Linked DNA regions of Mus musculus: region 2 is linked to region 1. Evidence: chromatin contacts called from public HiChIP or PLAC-seq data. All regions are on one chromosome and are shown on one strand. The core of a region is the stretch at or near the end of the contact, and the rest is flanking DNA. Distances in the headings are between cores, read along the strand shown.

Region 1 (5,558 bases), core at 385-2,884:
GCTGGCCTCGAACTCAGAAATCCACCTGCCTCTGCCTTCCGAGTGCTGGGATTAAAGGCGTGCACCACCACGCCCGGCGAGAAGCAATCTTAAATCAGTAAAGCTAACTAATTGGGGTGAACATGTTCTGAGATGGAGATGTGGCTCAGTCATGGAGTGTTTGCTTGGCAGCTGTGAGGCCCTGGGTTCCGGTTCCTAGGCTCCATCCTCAGGACTGCTCAAAATAAATAAATGAAAGTCTCAGAGCCACTATACCAGAAACTGCACAGGAGTGTAAGGGCAAGATTCAGCCCAGTCCTCAGGGATCCAGCTTACCGAAATAGTCAGCAGTTGAGAAAAAACCAACCATTCTAGACTCTCTCGTCTGAGCTAGCTTCTTTTGTCCTGTCTTGAGTTATATATAGTCTTTTTTTTTTTTTTTTTTTTTTTTTTTTTCCGAGACAGGGTTTCTCTGTATAGCCCTGGCTGTCCTGGAACTCACTTTGTAGACCAGGCTGGCCTCGAACTCAGAAATCCGCCTGCCTCTGCCTCCCGAGTGCTGGGATTAAAGGAGTGTGCCACCATCCCCGGTTTAGCTATATATAGTCTTTACCTAGAAGGGAACAATGGAGTCTGGAAGAGAATAGTTCCTGTCAGGGTAAATGGCCAATAGAATGTGGCTAAGGGGCTTGAGGACAAAACCTGCTCAGGGCTGTCTATCTGGGCATTGCGGTGAGATGTCTCCTTAGTTAAGAGAACATATTGCTCTTTCTTGGGACCCAGTTCCCACCACACACATCAGGTGTCTCACAGCCTCCTGTCACCAGCCCCGAGGATCTGATGACCTCTGGCCTTCTTAGGTGAGCGTGCACACACACACACACACACACACACACACACACACACACACACACACGGTGCACATAAATTCATGCAAGCACACACACATACACACAAAAAATTAAAAACTAACAGATCTTTAAAGAAATAAAGAGCCAAGAGGGCCACATCGTCCTCCGCTGTTAAGAAGAGTCCTCCGCGCTGCCTGGTGGTTGTCATTACTGTGTCACAGATAAAGATGCCACACATTTCAAGTTCCATTGACAGAAAAGCTAGATAGGTCTTAAGAACATTTAGCAGTTCCTAGACGGGAAAATGACACAGGAATTGGAGTTGGACTTCCCTCTGGGCACCCAGCACTTATTGGCTACGGACTTTGTCAAACAGTTTTGTCTCTCTGTTCCTCCGTTTCTCCACCTGGCAAGTGGAGAAGGTGACATACATGAAGCCAGGGCACGGTAGTTATCTGGAAGTGTTTCAGAATAATAGAAAGCTGTCCCTTTCTGCATGTGAAGAGTTGAGGATGGACTTAACTTGAAAATAAAAGTTAACATCATTTTTTCCGTTAGGGTAACATGACCACTTCCTTCTGCCTTGGACATGGGCCTTGGCCCTTTGATTTAGTGGGCTGAGAAAGGCGTTCCTCACGCAGGCTTTCCAGAACTGGGACGCCCGAGTATGCTTGAATACAGACTGTAGATTCTAGATTTTTAAATAGAGTAAGGGCGGGGAGACCCACCTACTCGTCCATGTCCGACTCGGGCATGCTGGGACTTGCAGGCTGGCTGTCCGTCCTGTGACGCCAGGGCCGCTGGGAAATGTAGTCCTTAATCTGCCCTGGAACGGAGGTGTCCTGCAGGCCCACCGGTGACAGCTCGGGAGGTAGGCTGCAATGACAAGGATCTGAAATAAGTGCAGAGTGGGAGGGGGCTTGCAAGCTGGTTGCTGGGGCCCTTGTCCTGTGGGTGCCAGAATGGACACTCCTAACCTGCTGCTGATGCAACGGGGCCTGTTGGGTGGGGTGAGGGGCAAGGAGCAACGGGACACCCACAGGCTCCGAGGAAAGAGCAGCGGGGCTGGGTTATTTCTCCAGAATAAGACCCTCCTAGCTGAGACTGAGGCGAAGGCTGTCTCCCTACCCCTATTTGGACACACCACCAACCTTTCCCAGAGAAGAGCCAGATGGACCACAACTGCTCCCTGAAGAGGGCATCAGAGCTGTACCCAGAAGCAAGGAGACCAGAGAGCATACTGAACTCCACTGGGAACATCTGGGGCGACACCGAGCAAGGGGCAAAGGGGTAGAAACCCATTTTCTGGAAACGTTGAGAGACCCATTGTAGGAAAGACGGGGAAGGCCAGAAGGAGAAGAGAGATGACCAGGCTCTCTCTTTTCCCTCCACAAAGGCCCCTTTCTTCATCCCCACAGCCCCCCGAAGCAGCTCTAATACGGAATGGGAGGTTCCCACCTGCCCTACCCCAGGGTTTGACAGCTCAGCATGGACCAGTCTGTGGCAATCCAGGAGACCCTGGTTGAGGGGGAATACTGCGTCATCATATCCTTCCCAGTTGTAGGTTGCCATCCAGATCGTGCCTGCTTCAGCCTTGGGAGGTGGGATGGAGGGTGTGGAAAAATTTCTCTCGAAGCCATATGGGAAAAGGTAAACCAATATTTACCAAGTATTCACTTGGCTCTGGTCTCTCTACCAGGTGCTTTACATAGGTAGCTATTTTCTCAACCAGCTGCAAAGTTGGAGACTATTATACCCATTTTGCAGATGAGGAAAACTCAGAGAGGTGAAGTCGTTTGCCAGTGGGAGAGGGAAAGGCAGCGTGGTGGAGTGGGCCGGATGGGGAGTTTCGCCCTTTGGCTTTCAGTTTCCCTTCACTCTGAGCAGCAGGCAGTCCAAGGTGTGCTGTGTAAGGGAGATAGCCGGCAGAGCCGCCTGCTCGGGCTGGTGAGGTACCGGCTGGAAAATGACGCCCAGGAGCATGCGTAAGTAGGGCTCAGACTGCCTGTGTGGGCCATGGGTGGTTCTTCAGTATCCTCCAGCTGGACTTCAGTCATTCTGTCTGAGTCTCCTAGACTAATTAACACAATGATAGTGTTCTGGAACACCGTGTTCTAAGCCTTTAATAATCAGCAAGATGTGATGTGGAAGCTTTTAGAGGAGAGGCAGTTATATCAAACTTGGCCAGATTTTGAGTTTGTGTGAGTGCCCGAGTTTAAATCCGGATGCTGCAATCCTATGCAAATTGTTCTTCATAGCTCCATTTACCCAGAGTAAAGTACAGAGGGTTGAACTGGGAACGAGCGAGCACATGCACCAGGAAGCTGAGGCAGGACTGTCACAAATTCCAGGCCATCCTGGGCTACATTCTAAGCACAGCCTAGGCTACAGAGTGAGACCCTACCTCAAAAAGGGAAGGGATGGGGTTGAAGAGATGGTTGGAATGTGTACTGCTCTTGCATCACTGGACACTGTGCATGGAAAGGGCCTGAGCCATGCGTATGGCTAGGGCACTGCCAGCTAAGCACTAGGGACCCACAGGTGACCACAAGCACTCTAAGCTGGGCCTTCCACTCATTTCTGCCCTTAGTCTCTTCCTGTATACACACCGGAGGATGGCCATCACAGGAGACGATGTATCTCTGGACCAGATAGTGCCACTCTCAAAAGATTTTATGCTGGAAGAAGGTGCCAGTTGGGCCGGGTGGTATGCTCTCCTCTGGGTGGCCCCCAACTCATCTCTGCCCTCACTGTAAGGGAGGGTGGTGGCTATGTGGGTGGGACAGGGATGTTCAGTTGCTAAAGACATTCTCGTTTCCTTCCCTCAGTGTCCCCAGATGGTGAACTCTACATCCTTGGTGAGTAGCCCTTTCAATCTGGGTCCCTGTTAGGTCAATGGGACAGGTTCCAAAGACAGAAAGATGAACGAGAACATGCCTGGATGGGAGTGATGCTAGGTGCCTGAAATCCTAGCATGTGGGAGGCTTGAGGCAGGGGGATTGCCTTGAATTTGAGGTCAGTCTGGACTTACATTGTGAGTTCTAGGCAAGCCGTAGACTGACAACAAACCAAAAGAGAAAATTCTTGGGTTGGTGGAACGGCTTAGTGGAGAAAGGTGCTTGCTGTCAAGACCAACTTTCCGAGTTCGAGTCCCAGAACCCACTAGGTAGAATGAAAGATCCAGCTTCTGGGCTTTTACTCTAGAGAAAACTTTCCTGGTGTCCATACTACGGTGACTAAGAATCAGGTGCTACCCTCTACCAGCTCTTTTTCCTTAATCACCCCTTGTCAGTGCGTTTCAGTCCTCCAGGTGGGCTCCATCATCACCTCAGACACCACAAGTTGTAACCCTCCTCCTCCTCCCCTTCCTCCTCTCCTTCTTCCTTCTCTTCTTCCTCTTTCTCCTGCTGCTGTTCCTCTTCCCCCTTCTTTCCCTCCTCCTCCTCTTCTTCCTCCTCCTCCCCCTACTCCCTCTCCCTCTCCTTTTCCTTCTCTTCTTCCTCCTCTTCTTCTTTTTGGTTTTCCAAGACAGAGTTTCTCCATGTAGCCCTGGCTGTCCTGGAACTCACTGTGTAGACCAGACTAGCCTCGAATTCCTCTGCCTCTGAGTGCTGGCATTAAAGACATGTGCCGCCACCACTGCCCCGCCAGTTCGCTCTTCTTAAAAAAAAAAAAACTATCCCATGCTCCTCTTCTCCCCTTCTCTCCCTGAGCCCTTTCTAACTTCCTTCCCCCTGTACCTTTCCCCATGGTGATTCGCCTGGCCTCAGTCCTTTGAACCAGTGAGCCCCCACCCAAGCAGCTTCCCAATAAACCTACCTTTAATGTAAAAAAACTTACCACACTAACTATTTAGAGTGTGTGTATGTGTACTTGAATTACCATGGTGTCTGTGTGGCGACCAAAGGACAGCTCGTTCAGGCTTGGCAGCAAACACTTACCTGTTGAGCCATCTCCAGTGGCCCCAGGGTCCCCTGCTCTTGTAAGTGCCACATCTTTCAGCTTGGGCCTCTCCTGTGTGTAGTCTTTTCTCCTCATCATGTCATTCTCAGGGCCTGGCTCTACGGTGGACCAGCAGATAGGCAGGTGCTGCAGTGCACTTCTGCATGCTCTTCAGTTCACAGAGCTGGAGAACTTAAATCCACATTACATCCCAATCACACAGCAATCTCCCAATCTCCTCTTCCCCCAAATGTAGGAGTGCTCTGCTGCAAGCACACCTATGTGCCATCAGATCCCTTTATAGATGGTCATGTGGTCATGAGCAACATGTGGTTGCTGGGAATTGAACTCAGGACTTCTGGAAGAGTAGCCAGTGTTCTTAACTGCTGAGCCATTTCACTAGCCCAAGTTTAGGCTTTCTGATTTGCCATTTTGCAGATTCTCTCTCTCTTTTTTTTTATGTTTTTTTGTTTTTTTTCAAGACTTATTATATATACAGTATTCTGCCTGTATATGTGCCTGCATGCCAGAATAGGACATCAGATCTCATTATTGATGGTTGTGAGCCATCATAGGGATGCTGGGAATTGAACTTAGGAACTTTGGAAAAATAGCCAGTGCTCTTAACCTCCAAGCTATCTCTCCAGATCTCCTTTAAATAGTTTCTCAAGGCAGGGTTTCTCTCTGTTTCCAGGCCTGGCTGTCCTGGAACTTGCTCTGTACACCAGGCTGGCTTTGAACTTACAGAGTTGTGTCTGCCTCTGCCTCCTGAGTGCTTGGATTAAA
Region 2 (5,572 bases), core at 24-2,523, 84 kb after region 1:
TGATTTCCATGTTTCATTTCACCTACCTCCTTCCTTCCTTCCTTCCTTCCTTCCTTCCTTCCTTCCTTCTTTCCTTCCTTTCTCTCTTTTTTTTTCTCTCTCTCTTTTTCTTTCTTTCTTTCCTTTGTATTCTTTGTTTGTTTCTTTGATTTTTTTTTTTTAATTTTGTTTTTCAAGATAGGGTTTCTCTTTATAGCCCTGGCTAACCTGAAACTACTTCCGTAGACCAGGTTAGCCTAGAACTGGAGAGATCCACCTGTCTCTGCCTTCCTAATGCTAGCATTAAAGGTGTGTGTCACCTGCCCAACCCAATTTCCATTTTCCCTTTAAACCTTCGGCCTGTTCCAGGTTCCTCTTGAGACCTGTAAAACTTAGGAGAGCAAGTGAGCACTGATGGTGTGGCCTTCACCTACAATCCTGTTTTCCATGATTGACTGAGTCAAGAATTCATCCTTAAACCATAAAACCAGACATACCCTTTAGAAACAGCCACGAGGAAGCCAGCCGCCTTCCCTCCAGGCACAGGCACAGGCTGCTGCTGCTGCTGGCTTTCCTTGGCTCTGGGTTTGAAGTCTGAGACAGTCAGCACCGTCCCTTGCGCAGACTCGCCCACCATCAGAAGGGGAGAGCTTTCCTGGTGGTGAACCTAATATGACTTCTTCTTCACCTGCAGGTGAAAGACCCTTCTTCTGCCCCAGCAACGGCTGTGAGAAGACGTTTAGCACTCAGTACAGTCTCAAAAGTCACATGAAAGGTCATGATAACAAAGGCACTGCATACAGTGCACTTCCACAGCACAATGGATCAGAGGTGTGTTCTCCTCCTGTTCTCTTCTGGGCGGACCCAGCGATGTGTGCTGCTGCTGTGTCCTTGCTTAACTAGGGGACAGAGAAACAGGATCAGCATCTCTGTGTCTCTGCATTGGGAGGCTGGAAGCCAAAAATGTCCCCTGTCTCCCTGTTTCTCTGCTCAGCCCTGCTTATTCCCATCCAGCAGGTATGGGGGAGAACTGGCTGTTGACTGGCTTTGCAGGGCCCAGGTAGAGCCTCTTCTATGCGCGTGCGTGCGTGCGTGTGTGTGTGTGTGTGTGTGCGCGCGCGCATGCGCACGCACACACGTGAGAATAAGGGTTCATATTAGAGAGCACACTAGTGCACACCTGCTGGCAATCAGAGGATGTCCTTAAGTATTGCTCCCCAGCCGCTGTCTGTCCCTCCCTTTTTACTCTTTTGCGACAGTCTCTCTTATGGGAACTCTCTAAGCAGGCTGGGCTGACTACCCAGAGAGCCTCAGGGGTCTTCATGTTGGTCTGTCCTGTGTACAGGTCACCAGTGCTCACCACACCCCAGCTTTTTCTTTTTAAATGTAGATTTGGTGCTTGAAACCGACTGACTGAGCAGCCCAGCCCCGTGGTTCTGGGTTTTCTTTTTTTTCTTTTTTTTTTTCTTTTTTTTTTAAATAGGGTTTCACTCTGTGGTTCTTAGAGGGCGTCAGATCTCGTTACGGATAGTTGTGAGCCACCATGTGGTTGCTGGGATTTGAACTCTGGACCTTCGGAAGAGCAGTCGGGTGCTCTTACCCACTGAGCCATCTCACCAGCCCCCTGAGTTTTCTTTTGAGACAAAAACTCATCAACTGAGCCACCATAGCTTTCTTGTCGTAGTCCTTTGCGTGCTGGGGTTGTGGGCATGGGGCACCATGCCTGGCTCAGAACTCCTGGGGTTTTTGTTTTTTGTTTTGTTTTGTTTTGTTGAGATGGAGTTTCTCTGTATAGCCCTGGCTGTCCTGGAACTGTCTCTGCAGAGCCAAGAGATCTGTCTCTGTCTACTCCTGAGTGCTGGGATTAAAGGTGCACCCCATGTCCAGCTTTTGGAGCTCATATGTGTCTGTCATTTTCCCATCTGTGGCTGCAGTGGGTGATAAGCCTGCACTACATTTGCGGTGGAAGCTAATGTTGCCTCACACATCTGTCAGCATCCGAGCGCCAGGCTTTGTCTGGAAGGTTCCCTTGCCCCTTGGACTGTCTGCAGAGACACTAAGCCACACAGAAGGCCTCTGGAAGTTTTAGGCAGTTTGGTCTGTTCTTTTTTTTTTTTTTTTGGTTGTTGTTTAGATATTTTTTACTTTATGTGAATGTGTGTTTACTTACAGGAACGTATGTATATATACTGCTTGTGTGCCTGGTGCTCTTGAAAGCCAGAAGAGGGCATTAGATTCCCTGGAACTAGAGTTATAACTGGTTGAGAGCCGCTGTGTGGGTGTTGGGAACTGAATCTGGGTCCTCTGCAAGAGCAGCAGGTGCTCTAACCACTGAGCCGTCTCTCTCTCTTAAATCCTGAGCCCCTGTCAGTCTCTGTCCATCTTGCTCTCCTCCAGTTCCATTCCAAAAAGACCTTGGGACATGTGCTGTTTCTTGCTCTCTTTCCTTTTTACATGTGTTTGTTGAGTGCACTCAAGTGCATAGTCACGGATGTTGTTGGTTTTCTCCTTCCACCATGTGGGTCACAAGGATCAAGGTTAGGGTTAGAGTCGTCAGCCTTGGCAGCAGGCACTTTGACCACTGAGCCATCTTGCCAGCCCTCTTGCTGTTTCTAGCTTGGTAGTATTCACTAGCCTGTGTCTGTTAATCCTGGAAAGTGAGTAATGCCATTATCTTATTATTTGGGGGATAAAGAAGTGGAAGCTGGTAGTGGAATCTGCCCATTCTACCTTGAGAAAGTTTTTGGAACTGATTTGATATATTTTTGTCCTCTCCTGGTTTTTGTTTTCTTTTGTTTTGTTTGTTTATTTTTTTGCCTGAATTTTTGCAATAAGTTGCTAAATGGTTTTTGTTTTGTTTTGTTGTTGTTTTGGCTTAGTTTTGGTTTTTGAGACAAGGTGTCTCTGTGTAGCCCTCACTGTCCTGGAACTCATGTAGACCAAGCTAGCCTTGAGTAGGCCAAGTGCATGCTGGGATTAAAGGCATACACCACAATGCCTGGCTAGGCTAAGTGGGTTTTAGCATCTTTTCTCCCCCAACTCAGACTTCTCCTTCCTGTTCGCTCTGCACCAGAGGTGCTCTGCTCTGGCCTGAGGCTGCAGGGGCCATTCACAAGGCCTTTAGGCCTCCAGCCCGAGATTCTCCCAGCACCAGGTTAACTTACTCAGTGATTCCCTTTGGGAAGAATGGCGTTCAAAAAGTATAAAATAAGGTTTATATTTTTGGAGAGACAGCCTTCTCAGAAGTCTGTGGTTTCTAAGTTTTTAACAGTGAAGGACCCTTTTAAAAGGACTCTCAGTGCCGGTTAGAAGGCTCAGTGCTTGCTCCAAGCCTGGTGGCCTGAGTTTGATTCCCTGACCATGGTGAGTGGAGAGAGCCCACTCCTGTGAGGTGCTTTCTGACCTCCAGGTGTGAGCTGTGGTGCCCCCTTCACACACCAAAAATAAATAGAAGGCTCCGAGTTGTTAATGGTAACTAATATTTGTTGGGTTTAAGGACGTGCCCCAGGCTGAGCTAGGTGCTACCTCTCTCACAGCTCCGTGAGGTCACTTTTGTCACCATTCCCATGCCACTTATTGAGAACCGTGGTGCTCCTTGCTATTGAGAACTCAGCTTTCTTCTTTTCTTTCTTGTTTCTAATTTTAATTTTTATTTTTTTACTTACTCACTTTACATCCCCCACACTGCACCCTCCCAGTCACCCCTCCCACAGTCCTTCCCCCTCTCCTTCTCCTTCTTTTCTGAGCTGGTGGGGGCTCCTCTGGGAATCCCCTCAACCCTGACTTCAAGTCTGTGAGGCTTGGCGCTTCCTCTCCCACTGAGGCCAGACAATAGTTGAAAAATCTGATATTTAAGCCGGACAGTGGTGGCGCATGCCTTTAATTCCAGCACTTGGGAGGCAGAGGCAGGCAGATTTCTGAGTTCGAGGCCAGCCTGGTCTACAAAGTGAGTTCCAGGACAGCCAGGGCTATACAGAGAAACCCTGTCTGGAAAAACAAAAAACACAACAAAAAAACCCCACCTGATATTTATTCCAGATTTTTAAAAAGTATTTGATAAATAAAACTACACATAGTTTTATCATATATATTGATATATAACATATATTGATTTTTATGTATGCATACATATACATGCATACATACATACACAAACATACCTTGGAACAAGGAGAAATTAAATAGCTTTCCGAGGTCTGCATAGCTTGTCACTAGTATGACTTGGGCAGTGTGACTCCAGAGCCAGCCTCCTAAGGTCTGCATTGCTAGAGACAAGGTAGTGTTAGTTGGGAAGAGGGTGACCTCTGGTGCTCAGCAGTCTCAGTTCAAACCATTCTTCTGTCACTAAACACATGTCCTTAGGCACACGACTTCCGGCCTCCGCCGTTTCTTCATCTGATAAAACCAGGCAAAACTGCTCATCAGGTCAGACTCAGTTTCTCGTTTTGTAGCAGTGCACACAGACTTGAACTGCAAAGAACACTGAATGTAGTAGCCAAGACTTCCCTAGAAAGAGTAACAGAACTTACAGAATGAGTACACACACACACACACACACACACACACACACACACACACACCTTGGAAGGTCCAAGCATCCAGTGCTCATTCAGTGTACGAGGCTGGATGTCTCAGCTGGTCTTCAGTAGAGACCAGAATCCTGAAGAAGTCTGCTCTAATGCCATTGATGGGATGGACTTGGTAGCAAATGTGTTTCCACCTCAAAAGAGCCAGATTGGGAGCTGGAGAGCTGGCTCAGAGGTTGCTTTTCCAGATGTCCTGAGTTCAATTCCCAGTAACTACGTGGTGGCTCACAACCATTTGTAATGGAACCCAATGCCTTTTGGTATGTCTGAAGACCGACCGCTTCAGTGTACTCATATAAATAAAATTAAAAAAAAAAAAAAAAGATCTAGATTAAAGGTGTGTCTTCCCACCTCAAAGATTCTGATTATAAATGGATCACTTCCCACTTCAAATGATCCAATTAAACAAAAAGTCCCTCCAGGCGTGTCCAGCTTTTTTAGGGGTTTTAGTTAATTCTAGATATATTCAAGTTGACAACTAAGAATAGCCATCACACTGAGCCTCAAGTCCACAAGTGTTAGTCTTTGGGGTGCGTCTCTGTCTCCATTTGCTCTTCAGCCAGGAGTGACTCCTGGACTGGGGCTTGAGAGGTCATCTGTAGAGCCCTGGTCCAACAGTGCCAGTGCCAGCCTGGGGCTGTCCCTGTCCCCAGCCTTGCATGTCCAGCCTCCCACTGATGTCTTCACCCAGATCCCGCAGATCTTCTGCCGTCTGACCTGTCCAGTCCTGCTCCTCCTGCAGCACTCATGGAGTAGCACAGACCGCTGGCTTTCTCTAGAGGTGGAGGCTCAAGTCTTGGTTGTTGAAACTGGAAAGCAGAATGTGGTTGGGTGAGAATGTCTGCGAGGGTTGAGTGTGTGCACTGGTGGGAATATCTGACCCACTTGGATAGAAGAAGGGTCCTATAGATGGAGGTCAGGATATGACTCATGTTCAGGAATCCAGAGCTCAGCACGGCCTGAGCAGCAGCATTGGAGTAGTTAACCCTCAGCAGCACTCTGAGGAG

Evidence for each region. HiChIP or PLAC-seq counts read pairs in DNA pulled down with a chosen protein or histone mark.
Region 2: a contact with region 1 is called in an H3K27ac HiChIP or PLAC-seq map of embryonic stem cells, with 10 read pairs. The contact joins the enhancer-like site here to the promoter of Inpp5b in region 1. A contact is called at or near these places in 4 of 39 promoter capture datasets (the C10 cell line, embryonic stem cells, hippocampal neurons and 1 more), 1 of 484 Hi-C or Micro-C datasets (stem cell-derived epiblast-like cells), 2 of 115 datasets of contacts at active chromatin or transcription factors (double positive thymocytes and embryonic stem cells) and 3 of 9 other capture datasets (adipose tissue, liver and pancreatic islet).

Annotation. Positions count from the first base shown.
Region 1 is chr4:124,740,216-124,745,773 of GRCm38.p6, forward strand. Inpp5b (inositol polyphosphate-5-phosphatase B) reads left to right here and starts at 1,635. Exons shown (of 24, transcript NM_008385.4): 1 at 1,635-1,701; 2 at 2,249-2,375; 3 at 2,721-2,815; 4 at 3,421-3,518; 5 at 3,659-3,688. The coding sequence starts at 2,319. It overlaps Gm12915 (predicted gene 12915), which reads right to left. Exons shown (of 4, transcript NR_151694.1): 2 at 4,772-4,964; 3 at 1,559-1,706. Mir698 (microRNA 698) reads left to right here and starts at 3,566; the gene lies at 3,566-3,674.
Region 2 is chr4:124,824,373-124,829,944 of GRCm38.p6, forward strand. It overlaps Mtf1 (metal response element binding transcription factor 1), which reads left to right. Exons shown (of 11, transcript NM_008636.4): 6 at 674-810. Among named protein-coding and RNA genes, the nearest start is that of 1110065P20Rik, 23 kb to the right of the region's middle. Within about 2 kb of position 1,274, at least 10 of the 459 cell types and tissues checked have an H3K27ac peak or open chromatin away from gene starts, as enhancers often do. A contact at or near this core is called in embryonic stem cells, where this site is marked.